2 separate regions of the Mus musculus genome follow, and region 2 is linked to region 1. Evidence: chromatin contacts called from public Hi-C data. All regions are on one chromosome and are shown on one strand. Each heading gives the region's core, a stretch centred on a gene start, on an enhancer-like site or on the middle of the called end of the contact. The rest is flanking DNA. Distances are from core to core; before and after follow the strand shown. Region 1 holds the start of Nfatc2 (nuclear factor of activated T cells, cytoplasmic, calcineurin dependent 2). Region 2 has its middle 16 kb from the start of Mir7004.

Evidence for each region. A called contact is a pair of places that touch in the nucleus more often than the background predicts.
Region 2: a Hi-C map of cerebral cortex shows a contact between it and region 1, with 1.7 times the contacts expected there. The contact joins the enhancer-like site here to the promoter of Nfatc2 in region 1. A contact is called at or near these places in 16 of 39 promoter capture datasets (the 3T3-L1 cell line, the HPC-7 cell line, HPC-7-derived erythroid cells and 10 more), 1 of 15 datasets of contacts at CTCF or cohesin (CD8 T cells), 14 of 484 Hi-C or Micro-C datasets (CD8 central memory T cells, the N1E-115 cell line, Th1 cells and 8 more), 6 of 115 datasets of contacts at active chromatin or transcription factors (CD8 T cells, the SCID.adh cell line, embryonic stem cells and 1 more) and 3 of 9 other capture datasets (liver, macrophages and pancreatic islet).

The regions. Positions count from the first base shown.
Region 1 is chr2:168,585,090-168,592,090 of GRCm38.p6, reverse strand. Nfatc2 (nuclear factor of activated T cells, cytoplasmic, calcineurin dependent 2) reads left to right here and starts at 1,726. Exons shown (of 11, transcript NM_001136073.2): 1 at 1,726-2,029. The coding sequence starts at 1,900.
Region 2 is chr2:168,621,987-168,628,266 of GRCm38.p6, reverse strand. No RefSeq gene overlaps it. Among named protein-coding and RNA genes, the nearest start is that of Mir7004, 16 kb to the left of the region's middle. Within about 2 kb of position 3,001, at least 28 of the 459 cell types and tissues checked have an H3K27ac peak or open chromatin away from gene starts, as enhancers often do. A contact at or near this core is called in the SCID.adh cell line, bone marrow-derived macrophages and cerebral cortex, where this site is marked.

The DNA.
Region 1 (7,001 bases), core at 477-2,976:
AGGTGTTTACATTATGATTCACAACAGTAGCAACATTTCAGCATGAAGTAGCAACAAAAATAACTTCATGGTTGGGAGGTCACCATAGCATGAGGAACTGTATTAGGGGGTTGGTTGCAGCGTTAGGGAGGTTGAGGACCACTAGAGCAGAAGGTTAGCAAGGGATGAGTGGGGGTGGCAGAGGATTCAAGAGCTCGCTCATTTCTACTGTAGTGCTTCTCTTGTGTTTCCTTGGCCAAATTTCAGAGTCCAACCTTGGGTCCCTGTCATAAGGACCTGGGGAGAAGATGCATTTCCTTCTAGAGATCAAGGTCTTGGCTGGAGTCCCCACCCCTAAGACATTTGGATGCTCCCACTACAATTCTCCTTTATGCCCTGACAGCCAGAAGGTACTCTGTAAGCCTGGAACCTGGAGCTTTTAACCAGGCTCCACTGGATTGTAGTGTGTTGGGGAGTTTAGAAAAGCCTGCTCACAGCTCTTTACATCTGTGTCCTGTGACCAGGGTAGCAGGATAGCCTTGCAGTAGCCCGCATCTCAGCATCTGCAGCAGTTACTCAGCAAAGATTTCCGAAAAGAAAGATGAGAGTGGTTTGGTTTTGGTGGCAAGACTAGTTCTCTCCCTCTGTAGCCCAGGCTGACCTCAAATGAGGCAATCCTATTGTCTTTGCCTCTCTGGTACTGGGACTATCAGTTTGCCTAACCAACCACACCCATCTCAGTGATGGATGGCTTGAGATACACCTCCTCAGTGGAGAAGTGGCTCCCCCTGAAGAATGCTTGCCAGGCAGGAGTGCAGTCATTGTCACCAAGCTTGGGTGACCAGGACCAGAGGGCTCCACCCACCTAGACTTCTGATCTTTGGTCTTATCACCTCCTCTCTTGAGGTTGCAGTTGCAGCGGAGCCTGGCTTTTAAAAGCTGTTTTGGTGACTGTTATCATGCTGGGGTGGGGGTGGGGGTTATCAGGGAGCACTGCCCATCTCCGCTTTGCTACCTTGTTTCTTGCTCTGAGAAGTTGTTAACTGGGAGTCTCTTTGGAGGGTGGCCCTGGGTTCTTCAGCAGTCACCCCAAACCTCTGCCTTAGGGGCTTGATCAAAATTCCATAATATTGGGTTTGAATCCAGACTAGGAACTGAGAGACCCGAGGAGGAGCCTGGTAATCTACATCTTCCGTCAGCCGGAAGTACAGGTTACCTGTCAGCCCTGCCTCCCACACACCAGACCACTTCCTGTTCTCACTACCAGGACAGGGTCCCCAGATCATCATGAATCAAACTTCGCGTGTCACTTCCCTCTGGCGCCAAAGCCTTCGCAGCTTCTGCTGGTTTCTCTCCTGGTTATCAAAAGGGGTGATGATCTTTATCCCTAATTTGTCCCAACCGGCCCACAGTGGCTGCTATATGCTGGGTGGCACGTGGTAGGTGGCCCAGGCCTGGTCAATTGAGTTTAGAGCTTGCAAATCAGAGACAGACACTTTGGCATGAGCCATAGCTGTGGGCATCCCCAAGAAGACAGGGCGCCCCTCTCCTAGGAATCGGGAAAGGCTCAGCGAGTGGTCCCTAAGGTAGAGCTCGCAGGCAACAGCTTCTGACCGGACCCTGGGTCAGACAGCAGCAGGTGAAGCAGAAGTTGTCTGGGCCTGTCGCTCAGGCCAGACCGGGCGGTGCCCCTCCCCGTCCGGGCGGCGCCCCGCCCCACCAGCCACCGCCGTCCCCGCCCCCTCCAGGCTGCAACAGGTGCCTTGAGCAGGAAGCTCGCGCCGCCACCCGCTCCCCGGACGCGTCCAGGACCCACTGCGCCGTGAGCCATCCTCGGCCTCACCGTGCGCCACAGATACGGTGACCCCTGCTCTGCGCCCCGCGACTCTATACGAACCCGCATCCCGAACGCCCCGAGCCATGGACGTCCCGGAGCCGCAGCCCGACCCCGATGGCGGGGACGGCCCCGGCCACGAGCCCGGGGGCAGTCCCCAAGACGAGCTGGACTTTTCCATCCTCTTCGATTATGACTATCTGAACCCTATCGAAGGTCGGTAGAGGCTCCCCAAGCTTAGTCCTAGAGCCCTGGCGGGGACAGGGCCTAGGGACCCGATGCAGGGCTTCCTCCTGGAGCCTGCAGCAGGGGTTGCTCCTGCCCTAGTGACAGGGAGGGGAGCCAGAGTGGCCACACCATGGGGGAGGGGGGAGATTTCCAGGAGGTTGAGGGTCACTGTCAGTATAACAAAGGATGGTTAGCTCCCTAGTTCAGCCCAGAGGCTGTAGAGGAGATGTTTTTGCTTTCTGAGAGTGGCTTCGGTAGAGGTAGAGGGGCGTGTGCCCAAGGATGTCAGAGAGGCTGCAGCTGAGCCTGACAGTCTTACCCCTGAGGCTGTGAGACAGTGAGCCTGCGGCATCCTGGGAGCCGGTTGTTGGGGACTTTGTGTTGAAACTAAGGAAGAGGCTCTGTCTCATGCTTGAGGGTGGTTTGCCTCTGGTGCCAGGAGGCTGGCCCATTTCCTCTCCGAGTTTACCAGTCGTTGCAGGTGGACCAGGTTACTAAGTGAGCTTTCACCAGCCCCTCACCCATGCTCTCATGGATGGGGCACCTGGGAGAGGAGGACCGGCTATTTCTGCTGAAGTTTAGTCTGGCCCCCTATTGCTGGGGGCTGGGCAACGCCTCTGTCACTCCAGCATTTAACAGCATCTGTCAGAGGCGGTAGCAGGCTTTATGCCCAGCTTCACATTGCATTTTCTGGTTAGAAAACTTGTTGCCTGGGAGCAAACAAGAAAACCTAACCAGGTTTCCTGATTTTGACAGCCCAGCCCTTGCCTGCGGCAGGCTCAGGGGCAAGCCTGCTGGCAGCTTCCAGATGCCTCAGTGGCTGCGGGCTTGCGGGCATCTGGTGCCTGGTGCGTAGGAAGGGTTTTGATGCCAGGCTGGGGAGTTGCAGAGTCCTGGTGGCATTAACCCTTTCTTCCAGCAGGGTCCTCACGGACAACCTTTGGGGAGGGACTTGCTTTAGTGACGATTTTTACGTTTCAGCTAGAGATGATAATAATAGTCAAAGAGCCAGTGTTCATGTTTTTTAGAGGTCCGTTCTAGGGACAGGTTTCCCTTGAAAAGACACAGTTAGCAATCTGTGAGCCATTCACACACATCAGTGGGCTGTGTATTCATTAAGATTAAAGTCCTATCTAGCTGGCAGGGAATTCACACTCCTCTCTCAGGCTCTCTCTCTCTCTCTCTCTCTCTCTCTCTCTCTCTCTCTAGGTGAGGGTGGAGGGTGAGGATTTCCGGGGAAATAGTTTCCAAGCCAAATCTGGTGGGAGGTGCTTTTTATAGTTTTTCTTGGCAAGCAGAGCTCCGTGGCCAGCAGATGGGTGGCTTAATGACCATGGGAAAGCCTGGTACCCTGTGTTATTGTTGTGTTTTTAATAATATACTTTATTTGGGGGTTCCAGTTTTCCGTTTGTAGAAGCACTGAGATAGTAACACAGAGTTCCCAGATATCCAAGACCCCTTCCCGCAAGGCATACATCAGCATGGTGTATCGGTTTGATACTGATACTTTGTCATTGAGAAAAGCCCATGCTTTTTCAGTGAGTGTGTGTGTGTGTGTGTGTGTGTGTGTGTGTATGTGTGTGTGTGTGATAGCCTTGAAGCACTGTGTTAGAAATAGGTGCTATAAATACCTTATATATAGCCTATTTAATTTATTTCTGTGACAGGGTATCACATAGCTCAGGCTGGCCTGGAACTAGACAGCTTCCTGCCACTGCATCCTCAGAGTTGGGGTCACAGGCCTGTGCCACCCCTGCTTTATTTTATTTCTGTGATGTGTTCCTCATGGTTAGATTAGGGCTAGAGATGTTCGGAAGATCACAGCATGTGGGGCCATTCCCTTCTCCTGTCCTGCTGTCAGCCTGATTCACAGCTGTTGACCTGACCTTTCCCTCAGGGGACGTGAGTTTCTTCTCCCTGGCAACCCTCTTCCAAGTTGTGTTCTTAGGAAAGTCACCAGGTGAGACCCTTGCTCAGGTGCGGCTAGTGACGCTCTGGGAATCTGTTGGGGAAGCGTGGGTGTTGTCAAGCTGCTCAGAAGGGACTTCAGAGCCCTGGGAGGCAGATGTGACGTGCTTCAGCTCTGGAGGTCACCCTTCTCTGTGTCTTCATGGCAGGACTCCCCGAGAGCGGATCTGATCTTTATCTTGGTACTAGGCCTTCGTCTGGGATGATAGCATCCTGGTGATGAGCCTTAAATTAGCTGGGCAGGAGCCTGGCACAAATCCACAGCAGAAAAAGGGTCAACAGTGAGACAGATGCTATATGAAAAGTAGTAAAGGCACAAAGGGAAGTTTGGGGAGGCCTGACCAGCAGCCGTGGGTACACCTCTCACGCCTGCAGGCAGCTTCTGCATTTGACTCCTGGTTTACAGAGGAGAACTTAAAGGCACATGCGCTCTCTCTCTCTCTCTCTCTCTCTCATGTGTGTGTGTGTGTTTAAAGTTTTTATAAAAGGCAGAGCTGAAGTCAGAGCCCAGGCTTTGAACCACTATGGGAGGCCTCTGGCTCCTCCCCTGGATAGGATGGGAGACACTTGGTCCATGGGGCTATGGCAAGCATGGAACTGAAGACAGGGGTGGTGGGCTAGGGCAAGTCATTTGACATGTAAATGGCTGGAGTGAGTTAAGCCACTGAACTCAACCCCTGTGGGCTTTGCCTAGCATTTATTAAACCCGTGCTTTCACAGCCAGCGTGAACCAGGCACTCATCCAGCCGATTTCCTAATCACCTACCATGTCCGAGCCTGAGGATACCAGGACGAAAAGACCCAGCTCTGCACACGCTGAACTGTCTCGCCCCTTCTCAGGCCTCTCTTTTGGTTTTTCTTTTTTTTGTTTGTTTGTTTTTGTTTTTCGAGACAGGGTTTCTCTGAGTAGCTCTGGCTGTCCTGGAACTCACTTTGTAGACCAGGCTGGCCTCGAACTCAGAAATTCGCCTGCCTCTGCCTCCCAAGTGCTGGGATTAAAGGCGTGCGCCACCACGCCCGGCTCTCAGGCCTCTCTTGACTTGTCTTTTTCGGGTGCACTGGCTGGTACCTCAAGTAGAAGATTACATAAAAATGAACATGGTAGCCATCTTCGCCTTTTTTTTAGAATAATATTTTTTTAAATTAATTTATTTTTTACACTCCATATTTTATTCCCCTTCTCCGGATTCACCCTCCGACTACTCCATATCCCATACCTCCTCCCCGCCCCCCAGAATAATATTTTATTTTTAACTGTGTGTTTGTGTATGTAACCGTGTATGGGCATGTGCGCCGTGAGCATGCGGGTGTCTGCAGAGGTCAGAAGAGGGCATCGGGGCCTCTGGAGCTAGAGGTGGAGTTGGCTGTGAGCCACCCAGTGTAGATGCCGAGCACTGGGCTCTGGTCCTCCGTAAGAACGACCTTGGGTTTGACCTTGGCAGGAGGACCTTGGCTGCTGGTGTAGGATGAATGCATGTGTTATGCTCTGAAGGTATTTATTCCTGTTTCCCTGGGAGTTTACTAGAAACAGGACCCGGTTGGCATAAAAGTGTCTTTTAAGTGCCTATGACAAAAATATAATCTTATTCTTAGACCGGTTGCACATTGGTTGATACAGGCCATCTGATCATAAGCATGTGAGTGTATACTGTAGGTAAGCCCACTGTTCCCAGTATAAACACTACTCGGCCACTATGTGCATTTTCCTGTGGTGCTGCTGTTTGATTGTATACTAAGGGCCTTCCCAGCAGTATTCCTGAGTGATACTTATCTGTGACATTCTCATGTGTGCAGCGGCCTTAGGTTTCTCTTCTCTCTATGCCGAGGGACTTGTGGGAGTCATATCTCTCCTTCCATCATGTGGGTGCTGGGTACTGAACCCAGGCGGTCAGGTTTGTTGGCAAGCTCCCCCACCCCCACCCCCCACCCCCCGCCATTCCCCCCATAGCCACCTCACCACCTCTATTTATGCTGTTTCTACAGGAGTCAGTTTGGGTAAATTGTATCTAAGAAATGATCCAACCCTGTTTCCACGTTTGTTTGCCTGGAGATGTTTCAAGAGCAAACTCTCGCTTCTCTGCTAGTGGTTGAGGTATCCACGGTTATCCTGTGTAGAGAGGAGGGTTAGGGCACTAGGGTCCTGGTGGCTGCTGATCCCACCCTGGAGGGGCGATGTGCTGCTGTTGGTGGCCCCTTCTGTTAAGGTTCTTTTGGGCACGCTCAGGGTTCCATGGTCTCTTCCTCCTCCCAACTTGGAATTCTCTGGTCACCTCCAGAAGTATCATTTCACTTGGATGCTGTGCTGGGGACAGACAGGTGGCAGTGCTTACAACCAGTTTACCTCAGTGGGTCTGACCTTTGTGAGGTCAAACAAATGCCCTATGAGCATGGCTTGCTGCTTTTCAGAGTCTCTTTCTGTGGTCCTTACGCTGCTGGGCTCACACTGTTTGAAAAGCTGATGAAAAATCACAGATCACTGCGCGCGCACACACACACACACACACACACACACACACACACACACACACGTACGTACATATGCATGAACTGGCTGTTTGAGCACACGTATGTCATGAGCACAGAGTATTCATACAAGCATACACCATCCACCTGTGGCCCCCAGGGCGCAGCCTCTCCCCACTCCCACTGCCTTGGGCTTTTCCCACCTTTTTTTTTTTTTTTGGTTTTTTGAGACAGGGTTTCTCTGTGCAGCCCTGGCTGTCCTGGAACTCACTCTGTAGACCAGGCTGGCCTCGAACTCAGAAATCCGCCTGCCTCTGCCTCCCGAGTGCTGGGATTAAAGGCGTGCGCCACCACACCCGGCTCTTCCCACCATTTCTCGAGGGAGCCCCTGATGTCACCTGCCCATCCATCCGAGTGAGGATACCTGCTCTCAACCCATCTGCGGGCACAATGAAAACCTCATCCTTCCTGCAAACACATGGCATGCTGGTTTGGTGCCAGGCCCAGGGGCGGGGAGATGAATGAGACC
Region 2 (6,280 bases), core at 1,752-4,251, 35 kb before region 1:
CATCCCCATGTGGCTGCGGTTGGAGGGGCAGCTTCAGCACTTTGGGGGGCTGGTGAATTTTTGGAGGATCACGAAGTACCAGATCGGGTTTCCTCCAAAGCCCAGCGCTGGGGTTTCTCCCCGCCCTGCCCCCCTCTTTTATGAGTGACCTGTTCCATACATCTTTACCGACTGTTGCCTGCTGGCCTGGATGCCAGGGCAGAGCTCCACCCTCTCTTACACGGTGAGGTTTGAGTCTGAAACAGACTCCCCTAGAAGCCAGGGTAACTGAGTCACCATGAAGTCACCCACGACCTGGGCTTGGGCACAAGCCAGGTCCCTTTCTTTGCGTGTGGCTATGGGCTCTGTCTGTCCATATGGAGAACTTGACGTTCTGAGTTCAGAGGAGAATGAAGAGAGAGAGATTAGATTGTCTCTGTTGGGCCATCAACCTGGGGGGTCTTTCCTTTGAGAAAGACTGGGAAGTCCAGCATAAAGAAAGTGGAGGAGGGGCGGAGGGTGGATAGATTATGCTGAAGTTTGGGTACTATTTTTTTCTACCCTGTGGAGACAGAGTACCTACTGTGTGTGAGGAAACACTAATCCTGTTCTTGGAGGAATGACACCATTTCTCTCTCTCTTCTCTCTCTCTCTCTCTCTCTCTCTCTCTCTGTGTGTGTGTGTGTGTGTGTGTGTGTGTGTGTGTGTGTGTGTGTGGCATGCAGTCCACCAACAGATACAATTCCAGTACCTGGTGGAGATGAGGTTGATAAAGAAGACAGATCTAGGGGAACTGTAATGGATGGGAGGTGATGAGGGGCAGAGAGAGGCTGGAAATCAGCTACCTGGACCTGGAAAGAAGGGAAGAGTGTTCCAGCAGTGATGTGTAAAGGCCCTGGGGTAGGAAGCACGAGGCATGTTGGAAAGGCTCACGGGAGGAGAGCTGAGATGTAGAACTTGGCCTCCAGGCCGAGGAGGTCTATAGCGTTAGACATAGCGTTCTGCACTTGAGCTGTGTCCTGTTCTTCTTCCCTCCTTGTCCCACCTCTACCCCTAACCAGGGGGCCTCACATGAGACCCTCTGCAGGCTGTCCTGCCCAGACCAGGTGTTGCATGTCAGCCCAGTTGACTATGAAATGGAGAGTTTGGATGAGACATGTGCTTGCTTTCTAGGCATACATGAAAGAGCCTTGCTCGGCCTAGATGGCTGGCGGCTGAGGTGGCTTCTTTCTCAAGTTCTGATGCAGAGCTGATCAGCCTCTTGGAACTAAACATGGCATATAGGAAGAACATGCAGAGGAAACCCCCACCGAGTGTGTCCCTGTCCCTAGTGTGCTCCTTTGGGTCAAGTTTCGAAGGCAAAGCCTTGTGCAGTCAGAACTGCGGCGCCCAGGCCGCATTCAGATTACCCACCCCCCTCCCCTGAAGAAAGAAGAGCCGGCTTCGGGAAGAATGCAGCAAGTGTCCTAAAGACGGGCAAGAATGTGTCCTCGTTTGTCCTTATATATGAAACAGATTTGTAGAGAGGCAAATCGGAGCCGCTAATGACACCCAGAGCCCTGCGGATTCCAACGGGGCTGGGCCAGGCAGGCAGTTGGCCCCCGAACAGCTCATCAGCCAGAGACACTGAGGTGGGTGATTGCTCTGGAAATGAAGCAGGAATCCTTCAAAGATGCTGCTGGTAATTAGAATCTAAGATGCCACTTTGTATGCACATAACTTAGCATAATATTGTCAGGCGGCTCATCAGCAGCAGGCGCATTAGAGAAAATGGCCCAGGGCCTCCAAGAGCTGGGCCAGCACACACAGAGCCACGGAGCCTCTGCTCTGCTAGGGCAGCCTGGGTGGAAGGAGAGGCAGCCAAAGGCCTGCAGGAGCAGGGGAGCCGACTCAGTCTGTAAAGTGATTGCTGTGCACACTACGAGACCTGCGTTTGGATTCCCCAGAACCCTGCTAAGAACTATGCACACCAGCCCCGGACCTCGAGCAACCTCTGGGGGAGGGCGGAGGATGGCAGCTCCAGGCCTCGTTGCCAGCCAGCCTAGGAGAATCAGCAATCTTCAGATTAAGGGAGAGACCCTGTCTCATGAGAACAAGGAGGAGAGCTTTTGTGGAAGACACCAATGTTGCTATGGTCACCCATGTGAATGTGTGTGCTTAGGCACACACGTATGCCCCCCCATCCCCAGACACACATAGCACAACACTTCTTAGATAGATGGAGCAGAGGCATAAAGGAAATCATTGTCACACTGAAGGCGCACTGGCATTGGGGGTCAGAGGCCAGGTGGGCTTGATATAACCCCAGTTAGAATGCTAGTCCCTTGACTTTCTCTCTGAGTGACCTGGGGCCAGTTGCCTAACCTCTCTGAGCTTTAGTTCCTCACCAGTTCTAAGAGTCAGCAATGAGGTGACGAGGCTGGGGGTGCAGACATGGCAAGGTTCTTTTCACAGGCATCTTTAGTGGGTAGGCAGAGACATTGCTATCACAACCCCACCCCTACCCGCACCCCCACCCCCAGCCTGCACCTAAAGCTCTGTGATCCTTGTCAAAACTGGCCCCTGCCTGGCACTCTAGACATCATCTGCCTTGATCGTTGTAGGTTATCAGGCCTGTGGCCTAGAGTCTTTGCTCCAAGGCAGACAATGCCTCACCTCTGTGTGCATGTCACCTGGGGTGTGCCGGGCTGGCTGGGCACCCAGCTGGGTCACAGTCCCCTGTAGGGCTGAGGTCTGTGTGACCACAGAGAAAGTAAAGTTGCCTGTCCAGGAATCTGTGTGCTCAGGGTTTTGGGAGAGACCGCATGGAAGCAATCAAACTGGAAAATGATTTCAAAGTTTTTTTTTTCTTTTTACATTAAAACATTCATTAATAAAACAGAAGGCAGAATTTGCTTGAGTTTAATAAATTCCAAAGCTTGGGAGACGAGATGGGGAGGGATTGGCTGGTGTCCACATGGGGACGGTAGCTTTGTCTCTGACTTCTGCTTCTGGAGTCCCTGGGGGAGGAGGGAAGGGGAACTAGATCCCAGACTGTCCTTTAGCTGCTAGGATCTGACCCAGAGCAGGAACTCAGCAAGCCTTCCTGACACCAGAAGGCTATTCCTTTGCTTAGTTCAGTGTTTTATAAAGTCTGGTGAAATATACACAGCAGGAAACCATGCAACTACTTTAAATCATGCAATGCAGGCGTTACATCGTGGAGCAGAGAACAGGACCTGGGGGACTCAGGAGCTTGAGTGGGGTTTCTGCCTTTCTGTCCCATGTCACACCCCACATACACCTGCATCTCACAGGGCAGGTATGCCAAGCCCCACTGTAGATGAGCAAACCCTGAGGGTTCATATAGTACTAAGAAGGCACAACCAAGAGGAAGATACCTGACGTCATAAAAAATTCCCTAACAACACAAATCAGATGGGACCTGTTCCCTGCGCTGGTTAGTCTTAGCTGTCAATTCTCCACAATCTAGAACCACCTGCAAGAGAGGTTTGCCCAGAGACTGTTCAGACCAGGTTGACCCGTGGGCAAGTCTATGGGGGGTTGTTTTGATTGTTAATTAATATGGAAAGACCCAGTCCATTATGGGCGGCACATTCCCTAGGCAGCAGGCTCTGAACTATGTAAGAGTGGAGAAAGCCAATTTAGTAAAACACAAGCAATCGGGTGGTATGAGGGCACCCCATTTTCCTCTGCTCTTGACTGTGGCTAGCTGCTTGAGTTCCTGTCTTAGCCTCCCCTCAGTGATGGACTGTGACCTGGAATTGTCAGACAAGCAAACCCTTTCTCTTCCTTGTTGCCTTTTGCTAAGGTATTTTATCACAGCAACAGAAATGACCTAGAATACTTCTTATCTAAGAGGAGGCTGGGGTTAGGAAGTCCATGGGAATAGTGCAGGCTTGGATTGTCATTAGAAACTGTCTTACTCACTGTTGTATGGCTGTGAAGAGGTACCATGACCAAGGCAACTTACAGAGGAAAGCATTCAACTGGGGGCTCGCTTACAGCCTCAGAAACTTGGTCTATCATCATCATCATCATGGCAGGGAGTGGGCAGACAGGCATGTTGCTGGAAAAGGACCTGAGAGCTAACTCCTGATCCTCAAGCTGCAGGCAGAGCGAGACTGGGCATGGTGTGGACTTCTGGAATCTCAAAACCTACTTTCAGTAACACACTTCCTCCAATGAGGTCACACCTCCTAATCCTTCCCAAACAGTTCAACAAAATGACAACTAAGCATTCAGATGGATGTGCCTATGGAGGCCATTCTCACTCAGACCACCACAGAAGCCCAAGCAGGGCCATCATTCCCGTGACCCGATATGGTTGTGGGAGTCTCTGACGGCTCAGCATCAGGGAAGTGAGGAAGGAGGTGGGCGTTCTCTGTGATGTGGGACCTTTCCAGACTCCGCTGTGGATCATTTCTGCAAACAACATCTTGGTCAAACATTCCCATTGCTACACCTGGATTACGATCAGATTGGGAATGCGGCCTTCCTCGGTGAAGCTCAGTTTCTGAGGTAGGCAGGGATGGTAGGTGGGTGAACAGCAATAGAGCAGAGGGGATATGAAGGCCAGCGAGCCTTGCGGTACAACTGACATTTTCCTGTACGCTAGAGGTGTCCACGTACTGGAAAGATTAGAACACGCAGGCCCGACCTGGCCAAAGACATTCCCTTGACTCTTAGAGCTCAAAATGTTTGACAACTTTCTTAGTCGTTTTCAACTTTTTAAAAACTATCTATGACACAGCCAAGTGTGTATGGTGGACCTAGTCCTGTTGCACCCTTGGTGAGTTTCCTTGCTGGTTCCTGTATGGCGGGGGTTGGATTTGCATTGGGAGAAATGGCTTACCCATCCTTAGTGATACTGTGCCTTGTACTCACAGATGGCTAAAGTAAAAGGGATGTGGCAAGCGTTGACAAGGATGTGGAGCAGTGAGGACTCCCACGCTGCTCCTGGGTGTGAGATGCGCCCACTTGTGAGGAGCGGATGTGGCAGCAGTCCCAAGATGGCGCCGGGGACTGCAGCTAAGTCTTATAACTTGCACCTGACTTCTTCATACACCTGAAAATAAGCCACGACCATCGTGAGAGCTGCACAGGTGCACCATGATGCTGGTGGTGTAAACAAGTCCATATTTGGTGGAGATATGCCCCTGACGCCCTGATTGGCTGAAGCTGCGTGCCTGGTGAGGTGACGTGGCCTGCCGTGAGTGGATGGGGGCTGAGAGCATATAGGCAGACCTCCGTGGGTTCCCGGGGTCCCCGTAGGAGCATTGAGGCGTTCCTGCAATAAAGGCTGTTGAGAAGAATCGACCGTGTTGTGTCTTCCTTGCCGGCCGAGGTGGACGCAACACACACTACTTTACAAAACAGCTTGGTAAGTTCAGAGCTGCACTGAGAGTCCCGACATGTGGTTGGGCTGGAGTGCAAAGACAACCCGGCCACAGCAAATGGGTCTGGCACATTGCTATTTAAACAATTAGTATTAACTAGCAGTTTCATTGAGATCAAAGCCATATACTGTGAAGTAGGAAACACCCTAAATGGTTAAGATCAGAGTGGTCATAGAGCCAGCAATTAATAACCCTCCTTGAGGAACCAAATCACAGTCAGGCAAAAAGCTTTCTGCAGATGTTTATAGTAGCAATATCCGTTAGAGCCCTAGAGTGGGCATGATGCTAGTCTCCATAACTAACCAAAGGGTGAATGTAATGTGGTATGTCCATACAGTGGACTATCATTCAGCAGTGAAGAGTAATGAAGCACGGTGCATGCTATCGTCGGAAGAAACCCTGAAAACAACACGAGTACACGAGTAGATGAAGCTGGGTGTGGAAGTTCTCGTGTGAACTCCATGATGTGTCAGAAGAGGTAGATCCATGGGAAGAGCAGCTAGCCATGGAGGGAACTGGATGGTTAGGGCCTTCCGTGGGCACCGAGCTTCCTTTGAGGTGACAATGACTGTACAAGGTTGTAAGCTTGCCTGAAACTACTGACTGTGGTTTACATATGTGACTCCTCTGGTGTGTGGAGATATGTATGTAGCAATAACACTGCTCCAGAAAGCCCTGGTTTCCACCTGTCCTACCATCCTAACAGGTGTGTGTTGCTTGAGGAGGACAATGCAGCATCTTCATAGCTGAAGGCCGCATAGCGCTTCCCTTGATGGGGGTCTCTTTTGTCCATTAAAACAATAACAAAAAAACCCAACATTGTAAATGGGTATAGTGTCCTCTCAGCACTTGGGAGACTGAGGCAGGATGGTGGCAAGTTCCAAACAGAAAAGTCCCTGTCA